Regions from separate parts of the Mus musculus genome. Here region 1 is linked to region 2. A link is a contact called in public Hi-C data. All regions are on one chromosome and are shown on one strand. Each heading gives the region's core, a stretch centred on a gene start, on an enhancer-like site or on the middle of the called end of the contact. The rest is flanking DNA. Distances are from core to core; before and after follow the strand shown.

Region 1 (7,958 bases), core at 2,870-5,369, 150 kb before region 2:
TGGTGTTCTGTTCAGGAAGTTGTCTTCTGTACCAATGAGTTCAAGCCTATTCCCCACTTTCTGTTCTATTAGATTTAGTGCATCTGGTTTTATGTTGAGTTCTTCAATCCACTTGGACTAGAGTTTTGTGCTGGATGATAGATATGGATCTATTGCATTTTTCTAGAAGCAGACATACAGTTAGACCAGCATCATTCCATTCTGAGTGAGATAACACAGACCCAAAAGGACATGCATGGCACTCACTTATAAGTAGATATTAGCCATAAAATACAGAATGCACATGACACACTCTAGAGACCCAAAGAAGCTAAACAAAGAAAAGGCCCAAGCACCCAAGTGAGGATTCTTGAATCTCACATAGAAAGGGGAAATAAAATAATTTGTAGGAGGCAGATGGAGGGAGAGAACTGGGTGGGAAAGGGGATGGGGAGGAAAATAGGCAGGTGGTTCAGGATCAGGGGTGGAGAGACAGGGGAGATTACCAGAAGGTCAGAAGAATGAATGGAAATCAGCAATTTATGGGGGTGGGTGTGGCATCTCAAGGATGTTTAGGTGTGAAAATATATACTATGTTTTAATGTTTGTTCATCTTAAGAATTACACAGGGTTGGTGGGATGGCTCAGTAGGCAAAGGTTCTTGCTGCCAAGCCAGGCAATTTGAGTTCAATTGCTGAGACATGGTGGAAAGTAGGGACGGACTCTTGAGTAAGTTGTCCTTTAACCTTCACATGTGCACACACAAACACATGTGCATACACATACACATGTGGGCACACACACAGCTATACACCCACAATTTTATCATGGATGAGATGCTCTTAAGATTGTCTAAAGTATGAAAGTAGACATGAGTTTAAGTAAGTTAAGATTTCTGTGAGTTGATAATTACTAAAGACAGATGAAGCACACTGTACAGTTTGTTATTCTATTTTGTGAATATGCTTGAATTTTTCATACTAATTTGTTTTTTATAGGTTTTGGCCATTGGAGGGTTTTTTGTTGTTGCTGTTTGTTTGTTTGTTTTGAATAGCTTAGTGAACAACACTTTAAATTTTGGATGACATAGAGAACATTGAAGGTTATATTAAAATTCTTCAATGAAATGCACCAGTTCCCAGGGCAGAAATGGCATCTGGATGCAGCAGCGAGACCCACTTGTTTAGACCCCAGGATAGAAATTACAGTGTTTGTTTAAACCCAAACTGAACAAACCCGACACTGTGAGAAAGCACAGACTTCCTTACCCACATTGTTGGCAGAAGCCCCTGCCTCAGCGGGTGCGCACATCTAGATTCTTGGATGTTCATCAGGACCAGATTGAGTCTTTAGGGCTTCACCCATCACCAAGCAGAAGGATATTCATGCTTTCCTCATCACATATGGCACTGGAGATTAAGGCTTCCTGGTGAACATCTTAGCCTTTGGCAGTTGTGGAGAGCACACATCATTTGCTTAAGGCCAGTGGGTGGGTCCAGCTTAAATCCCCCAGTAAGCTTCCCTTTCCTATACAAGAAATGCCAGGCTTCCAAGCTATGTGGTTCTTGGCATGAAAGAGCTCCAGAAACCTTCCCCTCTCCGCAGCATGCCCCTGCAGTCAGTTACCCAGCCTCTTACTACGAGTGCAAACCTTCAAGGGGACTGAAGAGATGGCTCAGTGTGGTAAAGTACTTGCAGAGCAAGCAGGAGGCCTGGAACTCAGACCCCCAGACTCCACACGAACAACAGGCAGGTTTGGTGTCCTGCTTGTTTTCCTGTACTTCATAGGCAGAGATGCAGAGAAAGGCAAGCCAGGAGCAAGCTGAGTTGCTAAACTACCTGAAGTGTGATCCCTGAGTTCAGTGAGAGACTCTGCCTCCATTTATAGAGCAACTGAAAAAAAACACCCAACATCAAACTTCAGCCTTCTCACAAGCATGCACACTGCATACCTGCACACTCATTCAATTATGTATACGAGGGCATGCATATACACAGTTACATACCACACATTTGTGCGCCTGCACACACACACACAAACACACACACATCTCTGCTGAGACATCAATAGTAATACAAAAACATGGGCAGCTGCACTTAGGAGTTGTACTCAGAATCTCACAGGAGAATAAAGGCAAAGGCAACTTAAATTATGTTTTTAATATCTCCTGATGTTGTCCTACTATTTAGAAAAGATCCTAAATTTACATATTAATCACTTGAGGAAAAGGCAAATCTACCACCATTATCCCATTTCCCTATCAATCACAGAAATGCAACTCCATCTCCCATCGTTCCAGCACACTAGAACCCCCACTGCCTCTATCTTTCACTCTTCATCCCTACCTCCTTCCTGAAGTTGGACTGCTAAGCCCCTACTCTTACAAGAAGCCCAGATCCTGTTGGAGTAAACTTGATACAAAAAGAAAATAATTTAGCCCAGATTAGACTTGAACTCTCACTCTGCCTCTCCCTAGTTCTTGGATAGCCTTTAAATTTTTCCATTTCCTGTGTACTGTGTGTCAGGATACCCACAACTCAGAATAAGAGAAGGGAATGAGTGAGATCACATGTAAAAAGACTGGTACAATAGCTGATGTACTAATATTGCTCTGTAGCTTTTCACTTCCAAATCCAAATCTTATAGCCTGTTTTTTGGTTTTTGTTTTTGTTTTTTCCTTTTTCTTTAACAATGAAGATGAGCCCTTTAAACACTTCTCTACGGCCAGCAAACACAATGTTTTGTCAGTAGAGGATGCTAGAAGAACACAGTTAGAGGGTGGGATTTTTCCCCTTGGTTCCTTTGTGCTCTCTGGCAGTCTCTTTACCATACACAGCTCCCGGAAAGTGCTCAGCTCCTGCTGTGCAAATGTCTTTCCTAGGGCAAGGTTACTGCGGGGTGTACAATCACCCTAGCACCCAGTTTCCAAAGAGTGCATGACCTCCACAGTGCTGCAAGCCTACAGCATAAACAGCTTCTCCAATGCCCACCTCCCGCAGCAGGGAGAAGTTATCCTGAGCCTAACTCCTGCAGTGAACAGATTCTCCAATGTCCTACTTCTGCAGTAGACTCGATGCCTAGCAGACTACGTTAGCACCACCTCAAGTGTCTGCAATGGAGGACACTTCCCAGACATCTACCCATCATAAAGGACTCTGGCTGATCCTTTGTCAACTTGGCCTGATCCTTGACAGCTTCCCTCACTAACCTGCAGGCTGAGTTTCTAGCAAAGCCCCCCTTCTTGTCATCTCAGTGAATTCATTATTCAGGGAACCAAGGAGATCTCTTTGGCTTGGGGTTGAGGGGGGAGCTTTTCATGAGTACGTTATCAGTCTGAGTGGTAGTGCCTGCCACCTTTATCTGTAGCCTTATATCCCATCGAGCTCTCTTTACTTCTTAATAGGCAGTCCCTTGTTTCTTCAAGCCAATGATGTAATTTAAAAATTACGTTGTTTGTGTTTTATTTTGTTCTGTCTTGTGACATGGAGTCTTATGTAGTCTTCACACTGGTGGATCTGACATGTACTATTTAGACCTGACTGAGGCTCAATCTCACGGGCAAACTTCCCACTCTTCCCACTTCCTAAGTGCTGAATTATCAATTCCCCCTTTGAGAACATTTCCTTGTGGAATTATCGTGTGGTCTCTGTCTTCCACTTAGACTTCAAATAATATCGACACGCTGTCCCTGTCAGGTGAGTTCAAGACAGAGAGCTCAATCCAGAAAACCTCTTGTAATTCTGTCATCTAGTTCTAAGACTTAAACATCTCCATTTTAGAACATGTTAGGACAAAAAGTACTATGTATGCTTTATTAATACCGAGAGACATAACAATCATGAAGCCCTTGGCATGTGTTATAGATTCATATAAAAGCACGGCCAGACTCAGAGCCAGCAAGAGTCTTCAACTTCCATCTAATGGCATTTATTCCCCAATAGCGTCCCTGCTGACTTGCCTTCTAAAGCATTCTTTTCGGTTTCATTGAGTTTGTTCTTTTCTGGAATGTCCTTCAGTTTAGTTCCATGAGAAGCGACTGGATGAGATCAGAGATGAGATTGCTTATCTCTGGGAAACAAAATGTTCTTAGACCTCAGGAGAAGTCGGAGGCAGCAAGTCATCTGCGTTAGCTGCGGTTGCTAAAGAAACAGAACAACAGGAACCTTAAAGCCTGGACAACCAAGGCTGAAGTGCTAACTCTTCTAAGCTGGTAGTCATTTTAATTTCCTGTCAATGGGATGCTGTTGAGAAATGTGTCTTAAAATTAAGGACAGTCCCTTTCCCAATGAGTCACTGGTAATTGGTGCCTTTGAAAAGACTGAGCAGGACTTATGACTCCGGGTTTCTCTCTTAATTTGCATTTTTAATTAGATGAGATCTCAAAGGGTTTCTGAGCCTTTTTTCCTTTTGCCTCTTGCATTGCCTTTTTTGGGTTGTTGCTCCGCAATTAGAATTTGTAACAAATGAGTTGCCTGCATATAAATGTCAGCTCTGAGGTAAAATATTATTGTTGCTGAAGAACAGAGCGGGGGCTCTGACCATAGCTTTTGAAATGAAAGCACATTCTCTGAAGAGAGATTATCAGCGGGGCCAGAAGAATGAAGACTAAGGTTTAACAACAGTTGAAGCCTTTTGTAGGATGTTTCTCTATGGATGTTGGAATGATTCCCAATGCTAGCATACAACCCCACTTCAGAGAACTCCAAGTCCCTCTCCAGATCTGCACAGAGTGAGGAAGGGGACAAATTAGGGAACCCACAAGGAGGAGCTGGATCTGTCAATTTCACCATGACTTCTGGGCAAAGGGAGTGCTTTTGGTTGAGTCCAGCTTCCTTCCTTCCTTCCTTCCTTCCTTCCTTCCTTCCTTCCTTCCTTCCTTCCTTCCTTCCTTCCTCCCTCCCTCCCTCCCTCCCTCCCTCCCTCCCTCCCTCCCTTCCTTCCTTTCCCTTCATTTGTTCATTCTTTCTTTCTCTCTCTGTTTCTCTCTCTATGTCTCTCTCTTTTAACTCTCTCTCTCTCTCTCTCTCTCTCTCTCTCTCTCTCTCTCTCTGTGTGTGTGTGTGTGTGTGTGTTTTACAGGAGCTTGTGAGCTGCCTGGCATGGGTGATGGGAAAGAAACATGGGTCCTCTGCAAGAGAAATATATGTTCATAGGTTCTGAACCATTTCTTCAGTCCTTGAATCGTGTCCAAATGTTGGAAAACAGCAACAGGGTGGTATCTAACTAACCACAAATGGGTAAGCTGAAACAATCATTGTAGGGTTAGTTTTCCAACCCTCAACCCTGCTTATTTCCTCATGGTTTCAGAGCCCACCCTCTGCACTCTAAGCCTGGTGTGCATAACAGACATGGCTCATTGCTTCTGTGGTCACAGTATGCATGGACACAACTGCCCCAGCAAGAGCATGCTAAATGTGCAGTGGACACAAGCAAAGCAGGACAAGCATCTGCCATTCTAGGCACAGATCAGCTAAGCTATTTTCAAAGACGCCTAAAGAAGACAACTCTGTAAACTCCCATGACAACCCACTGAGCACACTGCCAGGAACCATTTCCTCGTTCTATGGTTAAGCCATGTTCCCTTGTTCTGTGCTCCGCTGAGAGAGAATGCAGCTGCTCCTCGTCCTGCTTAGGTGAGCCTTTTACAGACTTCAAGACGCTGTCTGCCTTCTGTCTCCTTGTGACAAAAAAGAAACAGAGCTGCCAACAAAGATAACAATAATAATTTTTACTTGGAGATGGAATTATTATCACTATGGTTACTCATAGGATCTTTTTTTTTTTTCCCAATGGGGAAGGGACATTTATTCAGTACTGTACTTCGAAGAAGAACAAAGTGCTACTAATTCCACCTTGCTTCAGATGCCTTGTTTACACAGAAACGTCAAACCAGGACTGGCCAAAATATGTCTCATTGCCATTTGGACTACGGTGGAGAATGTGATAAAAACCAGTCCTCCTCTCAATTTCTGGGCTTCAAATGTTGAATGTTTGAGCTAAACAGAATCACCATATTATTAAATCAGGGACTTTCAAGACAAATACAAGAGTGTGACTTAGAGGCTATAGTCATCACTAGGAGAAAAGGAATCTAAACTTGTGTGTGTGTGTGTGTGTGTGTTTCTAAGAAAATCCTTAGAGAGGTCACAGAACATTCAGGACTAGCTTATGTATGATTAGTTGTCTGTGTCTTGTGATTTAAAGAATGCCAGCCATGGCTGGCTTTCCAAAAACACAGCCTCTAATGGCTGGCCAAGGGCACGCCAGTCTCCCATCTTTCATTGCAATAGTGTAAGACAGAGAAATTCAAAATTAAAATAAAATGGTCTTCAGGGATAAATAAGGCATTTAGTCATTACCAGTTCTTAATTCTTGGACCTGAATTAGTTTGTTAATTAAAGCCAAAGGCAGGACATTGAAGAAGTAGACTTAGGGCCAAGGAGGCTGTCTACACAGAGCAGCTGGGGCAGAAGGAGGGCTGGAAGGGGGCTGATGGGACCTTGGCCTGCTGAATAGAAGTTTATGTCACAGGGTGGTAGACAGGGAGTGACATGGAAAAAAGCTGACCAATTTCTCAATTTTGCCTTAACCTTCTACTTCATAGTCTTATACTACACATTATCCAGCACTGGTGTTTCAGTAAATAAAGTTAAGTTCACTAAATGAATTTCAGTCCCAAATAATTGTTGTAGTTATATCCCCATTCACACATTCATTTGTGTCCTTTAAATGTGGATTTGGGATGATTCAAACAACAAGGGTGTGACACACCGCACACTATTCAAGACTTAAGAACACAGCATTAACAATAACTTGATAAAATTGCCATCCATCAGGAGAGCCCTAGAATTGGTGTTACAGTTCCCAGAGAGAACACAGAAATCAGAGAGGTAAAGAACCCTTTTACTTTGTCCCCATTACGTCTCTCCAAAGCCTGTGCAGCCCAGCACCCGGAGGAACTCCTGTTTTCCACACCATTTGGCTTCTCTGTGGACACCAGTACAGGGCTCGGTTGAGCTGTCTATCTGTAGACACATCGGCAAGCCTACTAACTTGCTGTCTCCAGCACCAATCAACACATGCAGGGTCTCTTGCTTCGGAGACCTGCCAGCTGACTGACAAAACATTCAAAACAATCATGGTAAGGAGACCAGGCTCTCTTCAAGTAAACAGAGATAAAGACCAAATATGTTAGGAAAACAAGAAGTGAGTGAAGCTGGGATGGTTAACAGAGACAAAAGCAGAACAAAGGAGACAAACTCTGAGGCAGAAAAACAAAGTGATTGAGCTGGAAAATTCAACAGAGAAAGTTTAACATCAGAAGAAGAAAGAAACATTGTGAAACTGACATAAATGAATATTCATTAAAAAACAGAACAGAATATTTATATGTGTGTGTGTATATATATATATAACACAAAATAAACATTTAAAATCTATTCAAGGAGCCAAATAGATAGTTTTCCAAAGAATAAACACAATGTAAGAATAAACAGACGCTTGTTAGGAGCACAACCTCACCAATCATAAAGAAGAATGTAGATCAATGCCATAAGGAAGTATCATGGGGTGCCTCTCAGTGTGTCTACTCCATAGAAGAACTGAGAGATGCTGGTGCAGATGCGGGAAAAGAGAACTATTGTATGCTGCTGCTGCTGCTGCTGCTGGGAATGTGAAGTGGCCATTGATGAAAACACTGTGGGATGCAGTACCTTTGTACCAGGTATGCATCTGAGGGCACAGAGGGCAAGACCTGGAAACATTTCTGAGCTCCGCCCCAGTCACTGCAGCAATATGTCACTGTGTCAATAGTTATAACCACCAAGCTCAGTCCACGGGGACGTGAGTGGAGAAAACTGTGATTCAATAGAAAAGGAAGGAGATGGTACCAGTCTCAACAGCAGATCTTAATCTGGAGCAGATCAAGCTGAGTGAAATAAGCCAGATAAGTCAGTACTCAAGATACCATTTATGATGA
Region 2 (7,516 bases), core at 1,995-4,494:
AGAGTCAAGACCTGTTGAGGGTACCAAGAGAACGGACCAGAGCTAACTGCCTCCTAGGCAGCCCTCCCTACTCCAGGGGCTGTGATGGGGAAGATAGGGATGAGCCCAACATAAGAGGACGTGGAGATAAGGCCAAACCTTCTCAGGTAATGCCAGTATCACTGCTGGCTGTGCCCATATGCTCCTGGCTCCCAACAGATAGCATCTTTGTCACTTCATTCTGAAGGAAACTCTAGTTCCTGGTCCAGAAGAAAAACTACATCGTGGCTTTCTTCCAACACAGGAGGAATGTCAAAAGTTGGCAGCAAAGGTTATCAAGGGTACTGCTTGATGAAGATAGAAAGGAAAGAAGGAAGGGAAGACGTAGACAAGAAAAGAAAGCTATCTACACACACACCATGACACCTCGGTAGCTATTAGATTTTCCCTTTCACACCAAAGTTTTTCCACGTACAAATTGAGTTGATACAGTGGGGATAACTATAAGGTGAAGTAATTGTGCTGATGTACTTGGAGGATCCCCCTCAATGAAATCTTATTTTGGTAGGCTCAGAACTTTCTATAGAAACAGCCCTTGGAGTGACTATGAACAACAGAGCCATGCTCTTCTGTATGATGCACATTTTTACTGAGATCTACAAAATCCTCTGACAAACTCAACACCAACAAAGGCTCCTTACGATAGGGACTAGATGGGAACACTACTTCCTGCATGACCTACATGCCAGGCTCTGAAGACACTGAGCATCTAACCTTCCACACATTGGGTCTCTAAATCTGGCTGTCATCACATCCAAGGTAGGTAGGTATGAAGGTATCACTTGTAGGGTTTATAGGTGTGACTCTTTGCTTGGTGAATTTTAATCACTTTATCAAAAAGATATTTATGAGCCCTTCACAAATTTTAAAAAAGAAATTACCTCTGAGCTATTAGAAATACGTTGTTTTAGATTGATTATTTAAGATGATCAATCTAATACCATTCTGAGGTGATATTTGAATCCTCATTCATTCATTTGTTCATTCAACAAGGTCTTACTATACACATCCATGCTGGCCTCAAGCTCATAAAACCCCTACTTGGCCTCTACTGTATGCTAGGATTATAAATATATGTCTCACTATACCAGTCTCTAAATCCAGTCTTCTGACTCAGAGAGCCAATGTACTTTCTTTAGAAGAAACCAAATCAAACTCCCTGGGATTAAAAAAAAAATCCCATGATGCTTAATAAGACAGTAATGCGACCAAAGATGTCTCCTGGTGACTCTGCAGCCTATGGTCCTTGCACATGGCCCGCCACTAAGGCATGATGATAGATATCCATCATCCTTTCTCATCCACGACAGCACATTCAAAAAGAACATGTTACCCATCAGTAGGCGGCTGCCCGCCCAGGCAATGCCTGCCCAAAGCAATGTCAGGTATTCCTCTCCTCCGACAGAGCAGGTGCCAAAGATGGCCTCCTAAACTCCCAGATGCAGCAAAAGCAATTGTGAGGAAGAAGAAAGATAGACTGACTGGTACTCAGGCAAGTGACCATGAACAGGTTCATACTGCTGGTTCCCATATGGCTGATATTTCTTTCTTTCTACCTCTCTGGGTTTCAGTCAGGCCTGTGCCTCGGTGCTTTTAAACAACCAAGTTCCTCTTTATCAACTCTCCTCAACCTAATGAAGAGTGTGCTTATCCTTGATTTTTTTTTTTTTGATATTTTCAATAAGGCAGGGAACTCCCTCAGGGTGCTGCAGGAGCAATGCAGAGGACAGTAGTGGCCTATTGTATAACAGTCCTTGCCTACCCAGACTGCAAGTTTCCACGGACAGTGCATTGGGATGCACTGATTCCTGGGTGGGTAAAGATTTACCCAGGTAGAAGTGGGGTGGGCAACAATAAAGGAGCTTAATTTTTACATGGTAAATGCTCTAATTGAATACTCATTCAGAGGAGATTGGGTTTGCCAAGACTCATCACAATTGCTTTACAGACATGTAAAGAAAGGTTCTACCAGAGATTTGAAAATAAGAGAATGAAAAGAAGAAGAAGAAGAAGAAGAAGAAGAAGAAGAAGAAGAAGAAGAAGAAGAAGAAGAAGAAGAAGAAGAAGAAGAAGAAACCCAGAAGAACCGTCCTCCGTCCACACACACATTGCACCATTTCAATTATACTCTACTCATGAAAGTAAACTACACTGGACAATGTGCAAGAAGTAGGCACAAATAGGGGAGCACTTTGTTGTGCTATAGTACATAGGAGGTGATTGCTCTGATGGTCTTGGGGTGCACGTGTGTGTTTGAAAAAGGCAGAGAATCTTGCAGGTCTGTATTTCTTCCCAGGACAAGATTTCAAGATACTAGTACAACAACAACAACAACAAAACAAACAAACTGAGGTATTTGGATTCACTGACCCGGAAATTGTTCAGCTAGTCAGTTAAAAAAAAAATGCCGCCAGCTTTAAAGAAATAAGCGATACGGCTAACAGAAGTGACACTTCCTATTTATGGCTTGAAGTCAGTACTCTGGTGAGCTGGATACAAAATGCTTATTTAAAAGCTCCTTTTTATCTCTCTAGCACCATGCAAGACTCAAATGAACCTTTCACTGGGACACCAGAGATGTTAACACTCGTCCTCCAAGATCCAATTTCAACCAGCCGAGCTGTTACCTAATCCTGCAGCCATCACATATGATCAGGTTCCCGCCTCCCTGATGGGTGCCCAGCACCCCCTCCCTCCTTCCTTTCCCTCTCCTGCCCAACAGCTTTCCCTGAAACTGAGCTTTAAGAGTCCCCTTGCCTGTGCATGCTGGTCATACAGGGTCCCAACAGCCCCACTGGCTGTACATAACACCAAGATATTTATCCTTGTTAGCTAATAATTCTTAAAGGGGTTTCCTACTCACAAATCACTGCCTCCCATTCCAATCACGACAGAGACCAGTCACGACAGGTAAGTGATTTATACAGAGGTTGTCACAGCCTTCAGAAAACACCTGAAGTCACATCAGCTGCTATCACTTGCCCTAGGGTTAATCCGGTGCTAAAACTCCAGCGATAAGGAGACTGTCACAGCCTGATTGGAGCAGCCCTCACAACTGGCCTCCTGCTGTTCATTCTTTATTTATTTTCTTCACACAAGGAGAAAAACAAACCAAACCCAAAGGCACATTCAAGAGAGCCAGTGGGAGGTCTGTGCAAAGGATTGTTTTGTCCTTGGCTGAGCAACACAGCTCCAGAGTCGCTCCTGGCTGATGCCCACTAGAGGGCACTCTCTCCCCACCGAGGACTTGTTTAAAGAAGGGTCCCATAGCTACCAACATCTCCATGGAGCTGGGGAATTGGGATCTACTCCGATTTGAGATTCCCAAATGTGGGCAGACAGGGAGGAGGGCATATTAGCAGAAGGCATTGTTTCAGGCTATGGAGTGAAGCTTGAGACTCGCTCAGCTGAGCAAGATAAAGAGATGGTTGGAGAAGGGACATAAGACTTAGGGAAGGCTTGAGGAAGTCTCTTCATGGTTTCAAGGTACCAAGGCAGAAGAAGGTGCCAAGCCCAAGCCAGGCAGAGCTCTGAAGCCAGTGGAGAAAGAAGTAACCTGCCCTTGTACTTCTAGAAAGTGAAACCATTCATCCGCTGGGACCCTTTGTGCACATTGAATTGTGTCACCTGATGACAGAAAGCACACGCTCTGCTAGCACACTTACAGATTATAAAGGTACAGAAACTTGGCTAAAACAAGGCAGGCTCCTGCCACCAAGATCGAGAGCTCCTGGAAGCCAGTGGTGACATGGTGATCTCCCATGATCTCCCGGATCATGTATTATGCACCTCTTCGGGTCTTTTCAGCGCTCTTGTGCACAGCAGCCAAGTAGGATGTAGAACTATGGCGTCTTAGGCATCTGTGTCCTGCCACAGCTGGTTCCTGACACGTGCCCCACCCTCCGGTTGTAAGTTGTACAGAGAGAACACGTTTGCTCTCCCGTCTCTTCCAGTGCCCATTTCCCAAAACTCAGATCTGCCTTTCATATGTGGCCATTCTAAACAAGCAATGCTATGCTGACATTAAGGCAATGGCTCTCTGTGTGAGGGAGAGTCACCCAAGCACAGGACTGGTATCTGTGAAGGGTTCCCCCGAGGCCTAAGAGTACACCAAACTGCTTTAAGCTTTGTAGAACACCTCCCCCCTTCCCAACCCCTTACTCCTCCACCCCGACCTTTCAGGTTCTGTCATTTCCTTACAGGCATAACCATCCACAAACCGGTGGACACTTCTCCAGCTGGAAAATGACTGTGCTATGAACTGATTCTTCTAAACAGTGTCGGGACCCACATCTTCCATTCCTTAGTAGCCTGAAGCTTGGGGTTGTACTTATAGGCGCTCTTCCCCCGAAGTGCTCAAGCCTCTTCCGTCTTTGATGGAAAAGCTGTCTGGGTGAGTTATTTTAAAGAGTCGTCTATCAAGTAAATGGAAATGATTAACCATTTGATTCCCCCAGTTTCACAATCCAGCATTACAGGCAGCTGCCAGACAACGGTTGATGGATAGGCTCCAGAGAGCCCAGTACTGACGGAACTCAGACCTTAGAGGACCAAGCGGGAATCTTCCTGGCTGCTGGCCTAGAATGGCCTCTTCAGAGGGTTCCAGTGCACAGAATCTATAAATCTGGGACTCACTCTGATACTCAGTATTGTCCCCTTAGAATCACACAGGGCTTCGTTCAGGGTCAAAAGCCTCCTAAAGTGATACCACTTGGTGTGAAGACAAGATATCTTTCAATCCTTCCAATATTTTTCTTGGCTTATTAGCAATCAGGTATGCATAAACAGCATATGATATCAGAAAGGGACTTGTAAACTTCCTTCCAGCAACGAGACAGTAAGATCTTTAAGGATTTCAGTGCAAGCATCTTTATGGAGTGTTTCTTAAGGTATCAAGGCCGCACTGATTTTTCAAAGGGCGCTCTAGCCAGGACCTGGAAAGTGCAGTCATTTCTTCCCACTTGGCTCAGAGCCACAGCACGTGGAGCTGTGGGTGAAGTTTCTAAGGCAGGGGATGACAACAAAAACACAGGACACTCTTGGGATGGTTTTACTATTTTGAGCATTTCTGTTTAGGGATTTTTCTTTAGAGACACAGCAAGTTCTTCTTTTCTCTGGGCTAGCTTTCGGCCCTTCTGGTCACAGGGCTTGTACTTCTCAGGGGATGTGCGGGCATGGATGGATCCTATTCACACGTTCCCTGCTTGGCACACCGAGTCTCCCCGGGCCAGCTGGCAGAGAGAAAGTGAATGCACTGGGCAACAGGCGCCTGCATTTCTGGATGGGTGCCGGCTGTCTGAGTGACGGACTTATAGATCTTAATAGCTAAAGCTTGTATGGCGGCTCGGGAAACCCCCTTTGTCCCAAGAAAAGCTGCAGAAGTCGGGGGGTTGGGGCATGACTTCATACTGCCTCTGCCTTCAGATCCATGTATTTAAGACATCTGAGGAAAGGGAATGAGGCCCGGGAGAGGGCCAGGGTAGGGTGTGTAAGGCCTGGACTGCACATGGGAACTCATGACGTGGGAAAGCATCCCTACTTAGTTATACATAAGAAGCATGGGAAGTGTGGAGCCAGTGGCTGGAGGATACTGCACACCCCATGGAGAGGAAGGCTTCTTTCTACAACAGCACCTTCTACACCAGCTCACTACTGAAAGCAGGAGGGGTTTCTTGATGGTCTCTTGCCTTAAACTGAAAAGGTTTTGTGGATTAAAGTCTCCATAAGATGCCCAGAGCATTGCCTGGTTCTTGCTAGGGCATGATACGTTTCTCAACCCCACCACCAAGTTCTAACAGCCAAGAGAACAGACGTGTACATTCGGGCTTCTCTTCCCTCAGGTCTATAACACGGCATGAGGAACCATGAGAAAGTACACTGAGATAGAAGGGGGATATCTCCATGCTAACCCACATTATAGACTCTCACTGTGTGACTTTGCCTCTTAGTTTCATTTTCCTCATCAACAAATAAGTAGTGATAATATTAATTTGCCACCATTCTGATTATAAATAAAATAACGTTATTATTGTTATTTATGATGATGATGGTGATGACAGTTTTTTTTTTCTTTTGAGACAGAGTCCCTCTACATAGCCCTGGCTGTCCTGGAACTCACTCTGTAGACCAGGAGGACCTTGAACTCACCTCTTCCCAGAATTAAGGACATATTATCACCTGGTCCAACACATGATTATTATTTACTAAAGTATAATCCAGTGTTTGGTACATGGAGGGTTCCTCTGAGGCTCAGACCTGTTATTACATCACTCCTAAGGTGAAGGCTGGAAGATCATAACTTCAATATCACCCTCAGCTACAAAGCAAGTAGGAGGCTCCCCTGCACTGCGTGAGACACTGCCTTCAGGAGGCTGGTATGCTGGTAAAGAACTAGAAATGATCGTCTTAAGAGTCTGGTGTCTGGTTCGTGTATGTTACAAATCTGTAACAACGAAAGAACCAGCATAAGCCAGTGAGTGCGCTACATACAAAGGCACGGATACACACATATAACTACATACACATACAACTCGTGTGCTTCTGAGCAAGGCCTGGTCAGTGATGACATCATATCCCACAAACCACTCATTCTTCAGTGCATCAAATACATTCCAATGAAGCATCTGGGTTTTCTCCCCCTTCCTGTCGTTTAGGCTCCTGTGTTACTATTCTCCTAAGCACTGTAAGGTCCCCACTGCTTTAAAAATCTTATGTGTTATTAACCTGAGGAGGAGGAGGAGAGGGCCACCTTGAGTATCGCTCTTTGGGTGCCACCCATCAGTTTTTCTTTTGAGATGGCTTCTCTGTTGCCTTCAGACTTGCAGACTGGTCTAAACTGGCCGCAGGAGCTGCCACAGGTATCTAGCCACCCATCTCCTCCTCCCGACGAGGCCTAGGTTTTGTGTGTCTGCTTTTTACATACACTCTCCATATGGTTTTCTCCCAGAGCCAGGAAGCATCTGTGTCCTCCCAGCCAGCCAGGGCTCACACTGGATGCCTCCGCCACGCCCAAAGGCTGGGAGACCCTCGGGAACCATTCAACTCGGAAGTAACCTCACCTTATGTCAGACAAGCTAGCCTGGAAGTCTCCCCTTTAGTGGTTGCTTTCAAAGTTCCATTAAAAATACATAAATTCTAGTTAGAAGAGAGCAAAGACTCTATTCATATGCCGAGGTTTAGGAAAGCAGGCTTCAGCTTTAAATTTGGGTAAGATTCGGCCCTCCTCTGCTAGGGCATGGAGGAACTCAATATTTAAAACATTAAAACCAGCTGCTATTGCTGGGGATGTGGCACGTGCAGTCTCACCTTATGGATGTCAATGCTTAGGATAACAAATATCCGCCTGGAGCCAAGGAAACTTTCCTGACCATATTCACAAACTAAAGAGTAGCAGGGATATTTTTTTCTCCAACATTTTTTGTTGTTGTTGTTTGTTTGTTTGTTTTGTTTTTGTTTTTTCGAGACAGGGTTTCTCTAT

The links. Hi-C and Micro-C count contacts between places; a contact is called where the count stands out from the background.
Region 1: a contact with region 2 is called in a Hi-C map of uterus, with 4 times the contacts expected there. The contact joins two enhancer-like sites. A contact is called at or near these places in 8 of 484 Hi-C or Micro-C datasets (embryonic stem cells, nephron progenitors and uterus), 2 of 115 datasets of contacts at active chromatin or transcription factors (both in embryonic stem cells) and 1 of 9 other capture datasets (embryonic stem cells).

Annotation. Positions count from the first base shown.
Region 1 is chr1:168,062,927-168,070,884 of GRCm38.p6, forward strand. No RefSeq gene overlaps it. Among named protein-coding and RNA genes, the nearest start is that of Gm51671, 280 kb to the right of the region's middle. Within about 2 kb of position 4,120, at least 16 of the 459 cell types and tissues checked have an H3K27ac peak or open chromatin away from gene starts, as enhancers often do. A contact at or near this core is called in uterus, where this site is marked.
Region 2 is chr1:168,211,072-168,218,587 of GRCm38.p6, forward strand. All of the region lies in intron 2 of Pbx1 (pre B cell leukemia homeobox 1), which reads right to left. Among named protein-coding and RNA genes, the nearest start is that of Gm51671, 130 kb to the right of the region's middle. Within about 2 kb of position 3,245, at least 56 of the 459 cell types and tissues checked have an H3K27ac peak or open chromatin away from gene starts, as enhancers often do. A contact at or near this core is called in uterus, where this site is marked.